2 separate regions of the Triticum aestivum genome follow, and region 2 is linked to region 1. Evidence: chromatin contacts called from public HiCAR-type data. All regions are on one chromosome and are shown on one strand. Each heading gives the region's core, a stretch centred on a gene start, on an enhancer-like site or on the middle of the called end of the contact. The rest is flanking DNA. Distances are from core to core; before and after follow the strand shown. Region 1 holds the start of LOC123112174 (probable N-succinyldiaminopimelate aminotransferase DapC). Region 2 holds the start of LOC123112177 (inverted formin-2).

Region 1 (5,335 bases), core at 817-3,316:
ATTTTTCTCCACGAACTTGGTCAAAGTTTGTGAGGTTTGACTTCAAAAAAAAATCTACATGCACTACATTATGGAAAAGAGGGAGTATTGTAATTTCCCTTTCGTGCTGCACGAATTTGATCGGAACTCAACATTTCTATCTTCTAATATGGTTTTCACACAAATGTGTATTTTCAATTTCCTCATGGGAGAAGTGTGTATTTCACTTCACATTCGTAGGCACGAATTTGATAGGAACTAGACAGATATGGTCAGAACAAGCATGGAAGTAGTAGTTGATGAGTAATAATGGGACTGACCAGCAAGATGGGAATTTGTGATATTTTGGATGGTCTGCCACTTTTCTTATAAGTTAATAATATCCAATAATAAATGACCAAAAAAACCTACATGTATGCTAAGATTTTGTTCCTTTCTCCTAAATTTGTTTTGTTCCCTTTCTGATGTATATAATTTCCGGAAGAAACCCCAAGTGGCTAGGTTCTGCATCATAAGTTGTAAAAATTCAGATTGTGCTAGCAAAACCTCTTCCTATCTGCCTAAAACTCATTACAGTAGTTCTTTTGACTAATGGCATGGGAAACTGCAATCATGCCAAAATAGAAGTCTGATTTCCCCCCTAAACTATTGGCTTGGCTCACTATTTTTGGGCTATCTGGAGCATTTTAGGCCATGTACGATTTATGTAAGGACAAAATGGACGTAATTAAAAAATGAAAAGAAAGTAATAGTGTAGTCCGTAGGGTGGCACATACACATATAAATTTTGTTTTTACAATATGATAATGTACAACCCGTTCTTTACATGGGTCATTGGCTCATAGCTGTGGAAAACTGAAAAATATTTTGGGATGGTATATGCTGTCACTTCTCTACTTGAATAATTGCACGACAAGGGATTCCATTACAAGTTTATATCATCCCGTGAAAAACATGGCCAATAGAGTCAACAGGTATATTAAGATATCGATCCTTTTCTCTCAAACAGTTATTTTTATCCCCCTTCTGACGTTCTTCAATTCTGGAAGAAAACCTCAGTGGTTACTTTCTGCACTGCAAAAGCTGCGAACGTTCTTGCACTAGCTTGCTATATGCTTCTTAGCAACATGCTACACAAATAACTAAACTAACTTCATATGGCTCAGGTCTACAACCGCACCAGTATAAAGAAGCTAAAATTGCACTGAATACTGTCCGGCAGTTAGGTTTCCCCTTTCCTAGTTAAATGGGTTCAACAAATGTTTCCCTTCTGCATACAGGTAAGCACACCATTCACAACAGCAAACGTGGTGGCACACCAAGCTGAAGTTGTAACTAGCCCCAAGATTACTTTGCTTTTCCAGCAATGCAGCTTGCATGTGACAAAATAAGTCCTACACTGGAGCTACTCCTAAACTCAGTTCACATGGTTATTCACGGCAGGAGCTGCCAAACCGAAGCAAAAGGCCAGCTCAAAACCTAATATCAGAATCATCTGATCTCCAGTCCACTCTGCAGCAACAGTAGTTCGATAGATAGGACACTGGCAATACGCTTCAGAGTTCAGAGGTAAGCTAATTTTGATTCCCGGCCGTGAGTAGCCACACAGAGCCGCGGGCTGACACCTAGCGAGGCGGCAGGAAGAAAAAGGGAGGGCGACGCGCACGGACCTGAACGGGCCGCTGCTCCGCGGGCTTGGCGGCGCCGTTGTCGGCGGGGGCGGCGGTGGAGAGGGCCGCGGAGGCGGAGGCGGGGGCGGATGCCATCGGGGAGATCTTCTTCCGGAGGGAGGCGAAGAGGGAGCGACGGAGCGAGGAGGAGGAGGCGGAGGCGAGGTTTAATGGCATGAGCCCATGGGCATGGGGAGGGACGGCCGTGGAGGTGAGGGCGGCCAGATTCATGAGGCTGCCGAGCCGGTCGAGTGAGCAGGACAGGAGGAGCCGTGCGTGCGTGCGTCGCGCCGCCACCCGCTGTGCGGCGCCTTTTGGCGAGACGAGACTGCCAGGTGGGGGCGTGCGCGGGTTAGGGTGGATGACGGGTGGGCCCGGGTGCGTCGCTGGCCCGCCCGTCATTGTGGGAAACTGCTTTCGGTTTGGTCATTACTCCTACTCGTTTTGGGACCGGAGATGCCGCCGTATGTGATTCGAGGCCGGGGCCCTCGTCGGCGAGTGAGCTTTGTGGCTCCAGCGTTGTCGCGTGCCATTGAATCTGGACGGGTTAGTTTCTAAAAAAAAAGAATCTGGACTGGTTTCTGCTGACCGTCCGTTGTGGTGGGCCAACAACCAGGCACTCGACAGTGCGTTACTGTGAAGAGCCATACGGCCTGCTGGGCCGTTCCATCCTCCTTTACCGGCCCGACAAAGCACCGAACAGCAGAAGCCCATTTCGGTCGTCCCCATTTCCCAAATCATTCGCCTCCCCCAAATCCGGCGAGCCAAAACGGCAAAACCCCACCTAAAACCTCGCTAGCCTCCACCACCACCGGCGACGGCGACCATGCGCCGTCATCTCGACCTGCTCCCCCGCCTCCTCCTCCGCCGCCACGTCCACCGCCGCGCCAGTCCCGGGGCCTCGCCGCTCCCGCCCCCGCCGCCCAACCCGCCGCGCCCGCCGCAGAAGCCCGAGCCCGTCACCATCCACGGGGAGACGTGGCACGACAGCTACGCCTGGATGGGCTCGCTCTCCGACGCCGCCGCCATGCGCCACATGGACGTCCACATGGAGGCCGAGGAGAAGTACGCCGAGGCCTGCCTCGCCGCCGCCGGCGCCGACCGCCTCGCCCGCAAGCTCCAGCTCGAGATGGCCTCCCGCCTCGCCTCCGACGCCTGCACGCCGCCCGCCCGCTGGGGCCCCTGGCTCTACTACCGCCGAGCGGACGAGGGCAAGCAGTACCCCGTGCTCTGCCGCCGCTCCGCCGCCCTCCATGGGGAGTTCGTCTCCTACAGCGACCCCTCCGCGGGGTTCGACTTCACCGCTGGGAAGCGCATCGAACAGAAATTGGTGGATTACAACAAGGAAGCCGAGCGATTCGGAGGTAACACCGAGATTAATTTTGGCATTGCTACGAATCCAGTCGTCTCGAGCATGAGGGCTTCTGTTACACAGTTATTGTTATTTTTACCTTTCAAAGTGCGGTGCCAATGGCTCAATGCTATTTATATTTCTTAATAATTCATTGCTATTATTGTGTACATTCTGTTTTATGGACTGGATATATTAAGATGTTTGATATCCTGGTGAAGCAAATGTGAGGTTTGGTGTTTAATTGCTGTAGCTGTTGTTTATATTTGATTTTATCATTGGTATATGCATTTGTTAACAGGGCAATTTTTTTTCTTGACTTGCTCCTATCCTTGTTACCTAGTACAGTACCTTTTTACCATCTAGGCATCTGCCGCGTTTTACCTTAGAATTACCAGAAGTTTGGGCATTTGTTAGTTAGTGCCAAATAAGTTTGCTAGGTTGTAATTGCATAATGCTACTGCAGTTGATCATTGATGTGCCATAAATTATTGGCAATGCTAACTGGTAAACGTCAGCTGGGAGGGGGATGGCAAGCAAACTTTTTTTGTGGCAACTTTAGCTGGTAGGAGATGGCAAATCCTGCCCTTTTTTGCTGCAAAATTTCTCTTGTTTCCAGAAATTGCCATGCGTTTGTGAAGAAACTGACCCATACAACTAAACTCGCAATCTAAAACGTTCGCAAATGCCAACCCTCCCAGCGAACGTTTGCCAGATATTGCGGTCCTAAATTATTCTCCACAATCATGATAGTACTTGATTTTTATTTCATTTTTGCTGTTTTAATTCTATGATCTTGCTGTATTGTTCTTGTATCGGCTTGTGATCTAAATTAGTACAAATATTCTACACTTATACCAAATATCAAATCAAAGACTAGTAAAGATACTCTGGTGCATCCCCATCCTGCCATTTTTTATGCTTTATGCGCTTTTCCAACTCCACACTAGAGAATACAGACATAAATACTACTCCCTCCGTAAAGAAATATAAGAGCATTTGGACCACTACTTTAGTGATCTAAACATTCTTTACAGAGGGAGTACATCTTTGGAGGAATACACTTGCTAAATCCTTTTGGTCCTGAAGTGGGCGCTCGAAGGTAGTTAGTCCATTTTTTAGTTCTGATTATCCAGATTACAAAAGCTAAAGACTATCGATATTATGCAGGATACTCATATGAGGAGCTATCAGAAGTTTCTCCAGATCACCGCTTCATTGCGTACACCATGTATGACAAAGATAAGGATTCTTTCACTTTAATGGTCAGGGATCTGGTGACGGGCACACTATGTGATAAACCTCGTGCTGATCGGGTCTCAAATATTTCATGGGCTATGGATGGGAAAGCGCTGGTTTATATTGTTACAAATGAGGATAGAAGACCATATAGGTTGGTGGATTTGTTTTTGTTGTGTTGGTTCATCTATGCTGTGCTGTATTGCATCGTAACTGAAGTTTTTCTTTGGTTAGGCTGTTTTGCAGCATTATTGGATCAAACAAGGATGATATTCTTATATTGGAAGAACCTGATGAGAATATTTATTTGAATATCAGACATACGAAGGATTTTCGGTTTATAACATTAAATGTCTTTTCAGACACGCACTCAAAGGTTCTGCCTTTCATACACCTTATCTGTATTATTCATAGTTGGTCCCCTGTTTGTTACTCATGGAAGATTATCCTTTTGCAGGTATATTTAATAAGGGCTTCTGACCCCTTGTCCAGAATGACACTGGTATGGGAAGGTGAATCCCAAGTTCATTGCATTGTGGAGCATCATCATGGACGCCTGTATTTATTCACAGATGCTGCAAGAGAAGGTGTCTGTGTTAATTCGCATTACCTAATGCAGTGTGATGTGGAATCTCCTGGGCCAAAGAGTTGGAAGGTTTGTGCTATACATCTACTATGTCATGTCAAAGTTGTCCGAGTGCACCTGTTCTCTAGATATGCATGCATTATCTTCACAAATTATGAAATGAATCCTTCGGAAATAGCAGTTGCACTTTCTAATATATTTTAGGCAAATGCACCATAAGCCCAGCTGTCACGAAAAATATTATGCTCTGAGTTAATTCAGATAAGTGACTTTGTGTGGTCTATTTGACACTCTTTTGATGTTTGAATTCAGAATGTTTTCCTTGAGGAACCAGGTATTATTCTTGAAGATGTTGACTTTTGCAATACTCATATGGTGCTTATTCTGAGACAAGGCAGAAAACTCAGACTTTGTTCAGTTAATCTGCCTCTACCTGAAAATATTCAAGTAAGCCAATTTTCTTTTCATATGATGTTATATACAAGAGTCTAAGTTGAGATATGAATAATT
Region 2 (5,751 bases), core at 3,218-5,717, 240 kb before region 1:
GAAACCAGTCTCGCGTAAGCGTACGCGTAATGTCGGTCCGGGCCGCTTCATCTCACAATACCGCCGAACCAAAGTATGACATGCTGGTAAGCAGTATGACTTGTATCGCCCACAACTCACTTGTGTTCTACTCGTGCATATGACATCTACGCATAAAACCTGGCTCGGATGCCACTGTTGCGGAACGTAGTAATTTCAAAAAAATTCCTACGCACACGCAAGATCATGGTGATGGCATAGCAACGAGAGGGGAGAGTGTTGTCCACGTACCCTTGTAGACCGTAAGCGGAAGCGTTAGCACAACGCGGTTGATGTAGTCGTACGTCTTCACGATCTGACCGATCCAAGCACCGAACGTACGGCACCTCCGAGTTCAGCACACGTTCAGCTCGATGACGATCCCCGGGCTCCGATCCAGCAAAGCTTCGGGGATGAGTTCCGTTAGCACGACGGCGTGGTGATGATGATGATGTTCTACCGGCACAGGGCTTCGCCTAAACTCCGCGATGATATGACCGAGGTGGAATATGATGGAGGGGGGCACCGCACACGGCTAAGGAACGATCCGTAGATCAACTTGTGTTTCCATGGGGTGCCCCCCTGCCCCCGTATATAAAGGAGCAAGGAGGGAGCGGCCGGCCTAGGGAGGAGGCGCGCCAAGGGGGGAGTCCTACTCCCACCAGGAGTAGGACTCCTCCTTTCCTTGTTGGAGTAGGGGAGAAGGAAAGAGGAGGAGAGGGAGAAGGAAAAGGGGGTTGCTTCCCTTGTCCAATTCGGACCAGAAGGGGGGCGCAGGCCTCCTTCCTTTTGGCCTCTCTCCTCTATTCCCGTATGGCCCAATAAGGCCCATATACTCCCTGGCGAATTCCCGTAACTCTTCGGTACTCCGAAAAATACCCGAATGACTTGGAACCTTTCCGAACTCCGAATATAATCGTCCAATATATTGATCTTTACGTCTCGACCATTTCGAGACTCCTCGTCATGTCCCCGATCTCATCCGGGACTCCGAACTCCTTCGGTACATCAAAACTCATAAACTCATAATATAACTGTCATCGAAACCTTAAGCGCGCGGACCCTACGGGTTCGAGAACTATGTAGACATGACCGAGACACGTCTCCGGTCAATAACCAATAGCGGAACCTGGATGCTCATATTGGCTCCCACATATTCTACGAAGATCTTTATCGGTCAAACCGCATAACAACATACGTTGTTCCCTTTGTCATCGGTATGTTACTTGCCCGAGATTCGATCGTCGGTATCCAATACCTAGTTCAATCTCGTTACCGGCAAGTCTCTTTACTCGTTATGTAATGCGTCATCCCGTAACCAACTCATTGGTCACATTGCTTGCAAGGCTTATAGTGATGTGCATTACCGAGAGGGCCCAGAGATACCTCTCCGACAATCGGAATGACAAAACCTAATCTCGAAATACGCCAACTCAACATGTACCTTCGGAGACACCTGTAGTACTCCTTTATAATCATCCAGTTACGTTGTGACGTTTGGTAGCACCCAAAGTGTTCCTCCGGTAAATGGGAGTTGCATAATCTCATAGTTACAGGAACATGTATAAGTCATGAAGAAAGCAATAGCAATATACTAAACGATCAAGTGCTAGGCTAACGGAATGGGTCATGTCAATCACATCATTCTCCTAATGATGTGATCCCATTAATCAAATGACAACACATGTCTATGGTTAGGAAACATAACCATCTTTGATTAATGAGCTAGTCAAGTAGAGGCATACTAGTGACTATATGTTTGTCTATGTATTCACACATGTATCATGTTTCCGGTTAATACAATTCTAGCATGAATAATAAACATTTATCATGAAATAAGGAAATAAATAATAACTTTATCATTGCCTCTAGGGCATATTTCCTTCAGTTCGGAGTCCCAAATGAGATCACGAACATGACGAGGAGTCTCGAAATGGTCGAGACATAAAGATTGATATATTGGAAGACTATATTCGGACACCGGAATAGTTCCGAGGTGTATCGGGTATTTTCCGGAGTACCGGGGGGTTACGACCCCCCCCCCCCCGCGATGGTTAATGGGCCTCATGGGCCAAGTGGTGGAAGAGAGGAGGCGGGCCAAGGTTAGGCGCGCGCCCCCCTAGCCCAAACCGAATTAAACTAGGGGGGCGGCCCCCCTTTCCTTCCCTCCTCCCCCTCCTTCCCCCTTCTCCTTGTTGGAATAGGAAACGGGGGGTTGATTCCTACTTGGAGTAGGATTGCCCCCCCCCCCATGGCGCGCCTCCTCCCTTGTCCGGCCTCCTCCTCCCTCCCTCCTTTATATACGGGGGGAGGGGGCACCCCATAGACACACAAGTTGATCTTTAGCCGTGTGCGGTGCCCTCTTCACAGTTTTTCACCTCGGTCATATCGTCGTAGTGCTTAGGAGAAGTCCTGCGCCGGTAACTTCATCATCACCGTCACGACGCCGTCGTGCTGACGGAACTCTCCCTTGGCCTCAGCTGAATCTAAAGTTCGAGGGACGTCACCGAGCTGAACGTGTGCAGATCGCGGAGGTGTCGTGCGTTCGGTGCTTGATCGGTTGGATCGCGAAGACGTTGGACTACATCAACCGCGTTACTTAACGCTTCCGCTTTCGGTCTACGAGGGTACGTGGACACACTATCCCCTCTCGTTGCTATGCATCACATAGATAGATCTTACGTGATCGTAGGAATTTTTTTGAAATTATTGCGTTCCCCAACAAATACAATATATATTTTTCTTTGAAATGTGAAGGACGTATTCCTATGATAGGAAAATGAGAATCCGTTCGTACAAACTAAAGCAGTTGAAAGAAAATTTTATTAAAATACTTTTTTTGCGAGGGATCCTGTAATATTTCTGCAAACCAAAGTAGGCCTAAATGTTTTTAAAAAATCTTTACAGAGAGTGGCGGTTTGGCTCTAGGTGTGGATACATCTATTATGAAATATGTATAAAATACACATTTCAAACTGTTAAAAAAATTCGAGAAAAAAATCCCGCATCTACATCCGGACATCTTATGTTCGCATACAAAATTTCCACGAAAAAGGACATTTTCTGTGGCATGTATAAAAAATATTAAACAATGCATCGCGAATAGCTATAATCAAGTATGAAATTGAAGGAATACTATTGCTTACTACACCTGTCATGCATTGCGCCACATCACGCGGTACGTGTAATAATACAAACAAGAGTAGGAATTCTCTGGTGAACCCCCCAACCAACTGACTGGGGCCAGCCAAAGCCAGTCTATCGCGGCCACCTAAGAGCAAGTACAATAGAGCTGAGTCAGCGAGCTATAAGAAATAAACTAGTATATTTTTGCTTAGTTGGAGGAAAGAGAAGAGGAGAGAGAAGGTAAGCGGGCTCTTCATGAAGAGCCAGCTCTAGCACGTGCTTCTAGGCACTTTGTGAGAATGAAAGGTGGGTCACATAATAAAAAAGTAGTATACTCTTTTGATCTATTATTATACATGTTGGCTATAAGATGAGCTATAGATGACATGGTACTGGCTTATAACCGGCGGCTGACTATACTATTGACCATGCTCTAATGACACGGACGCTGCACAAAACACGCAAAGACGGTGCAGTCACTAAACAAAAGCGCACTCGGTGTCTGCACAGGTGTGCGTCCCAGCTGACAAGTGACCTGTGACGAAGATGACGAGAGGCAAAAGAAATGGCAAGTGAGGTAGCCCGCCACATGTCCTCACATGCCCGGTTGGTCGGGAAAGCAAGGTGGGATTTGGCCTCGCAGCCAGAGCGTTAGAGCAAGTATAATAGAGATGAGTCAGCAGATTATATGAAATAAACTAGTATATTTTTGCTTAGTTGAAGGAAAGAGAAGAGGAGAGAGAAGGTAAGCGGGCTCTTCGTGAAGAGCCAGCTCTAGCACGTGCTCCTAGGCACTTTGTGAGAATAAAAGGTGGGCCACATAATGAAAAAGTAGTACACTCTTTTGATCTACTATTATACATGTTGGCTATAAGATGGGTTGTACTCCCTCCGTTCCTAAATATTTTTCTTTCTTGACATTTCAAATGACTACTACATACGGATGTATGTAGACATATTTTGAAGTGTAGATTCATTCACTTTGCTTCGTATGTAGTCACTTGTTAAAATGACTAGAAAGACAGGTATTTAGGAACGGAGAGAGTAGATGACATGGCACTGGCTTATAGCCAGCAGTTGGCTATACTATTAACCATGCTCTTAGGCAGCGTCACTGACGGCGATGCCCAAACGAAATGGTCGCAATAAAATATACTCCTACTCACAGCTCAAAAAAGAAATATCGTACCCTAACACGAATGTATATGTTGGCAAGAAAATAGCACATGGTTCGGGCACTGAGCAAAGCAAAAAAAAAAGAGAAACCTCCCCACCAAAAATCCATCCGCATACTTGGCACCCACCTCAAGCACAAAACAAGGGGATAAATCCAAGAGGGGAGACGAGGTGGAGAGAGGGAGGAAAAAAAAAACCTACTTAACCGACAGTCTCGCCGGCGGGAGGTAGAAGCGCGGCGCGTCCAGTCGTCCAGGCGACGCCGGCGGCCTCCACGCGCGCCCGCGTGTGGCTGCGGCGGCGGCGGGGAGCTGGGGGTCGTGGGGGCGGAGTCAGATGCGCTCGGAATGGGGAAGCCCGTCGATGTCGAGCTCGGCGGCGCGGGAGGCCTCGCGATCGCCGGCGGCGGCGGAGGAGGAGGAGGGTGGGGCTGCGGCTTCGCCGGCGCGGTCGGCCGCTCCGTCTCGTTCCGGTGCGTCTTCGTGCTCACGCTCGCTGTCGGGGTCCTCGTCCCGGCGCTGTTCCTCCTCCTGCCCTCCCGCCCCAAGGGTTACCTCTCCAGCGACCCCGACGTTCTCGCCGGTGAGCTCTCCGCCTTCACCGCTTAAGTTCTCCTCCCTCGTGGTTACTAAAAGGGATTCGTTGGGTTAGTTGGTCTATTGCGCGTGCGCGTGGGTGCAGTGATGACTCGGTCAATTAGGCCTTAGACGGCGGATCGACTAGATGGGACGACTGCGAGTTCATCGCCTCGGGCTGCTGTTCGATGCTTCGATGCATCCGCCCTGGATCTAGGATTTGCACGATTTACTACTCAACTTCGGTCTCCTGGTGCTCTGGGACAATTGGCTGTCTCTGGTTGGTGAATGATTAGTTGTCTACTTCTCTTCTTGTAATGAATTTCGGATTCTGGATTCAGTTAGTTTGAATTACAAGTTCATATAGGTTTTGCTGTTATGACCTGGGGTTTGAAGGCAACTGTTATGACTGATGCAACACAAAAGGTATTCCTGGAAATGTCTTGTTAGAGCCTTAGAGGTCACTTGGACATGGCACTTGGTTTCCCGTATTTTTCTTTTGTATACAGCCTGTACCTGTATGATTTGCTCTTTCATGGGTTCCCTAACACACAGGGCGTAGAATTCTTGGCTTGTTTCTGTCAAAGTTAGATGTGTGATTTGTTTCCAGAGTACTTAATTGTCATGATAACAGGGGTCGTGGATTTATGAATTGCCTACTGCATAAGCTGGTGGTAGTGCACTGATGATTCCAGACGTGACTGCTGTGTTTACTTTACCCTGCCTGTATAAGATGCTCATTTAAATGGAGGCTTGCCATACATGTCATTGGCTTCATTTATCACTGGCATTGCATGGTTGTGTTGGTTAGGCTATGGATTAATTACAAGTGTTCTCGTGTTTTGCTTTTAAGGGT

What was found. HiCAR-type assays count read pairs that join an accessible place to other places.
Region 2: a contact with region 1 is called in a HiCAR-type map of leaf, with 5 times the contacts expected there. The contact joins the promoter of LOC123112177 here to the promoter of LOC123112174 in region 1. A contact is called at or near these places in 1 of 5 Hi-C or Micro-C datasets (leaf) and 1 of 1 datasets of contacts at active chromatin or transcription factors (leaf).

The regions. Positions count from the first base shown.
Region 1 is chr5B:415,365,657-415,370,991 of IWGSC CS RefSeq v2.1, reverse strand. It overlaps LOC123112174 (probable N-succinyldiaminopimelate aminotransferase DapC), which reads right to left and starts at 2,066. Exons shown (of 2, transcript XM_044533106.1): 1 at 1,650-2,066. The coding sequence starts at 2,051. LOC123112173 (dipeptidyl aminopeptidase BI) reads left to right here and starts at 2,360. Exons shown (of 11, transcript XM_044533105.1): 1 at 2,360-3,013; 2 at 4,171-4,393; 3 at 4,474-4,615; 4 at 4,697-4,894; 5 at 5,138-5,272. The coding sequence starts at 2,476.
Region 2 is chr5B:415,605,405-415,611,155 of IWGSC CS RefSeq v2.1, reverse strand. LOC123112177 (inverted formin-2) reads left to right here and starts at 4,467. Exons shown (of 5, transcript XM_044533108.1): 1 at 4,467-4,902. The coding sequence starts at 4,668.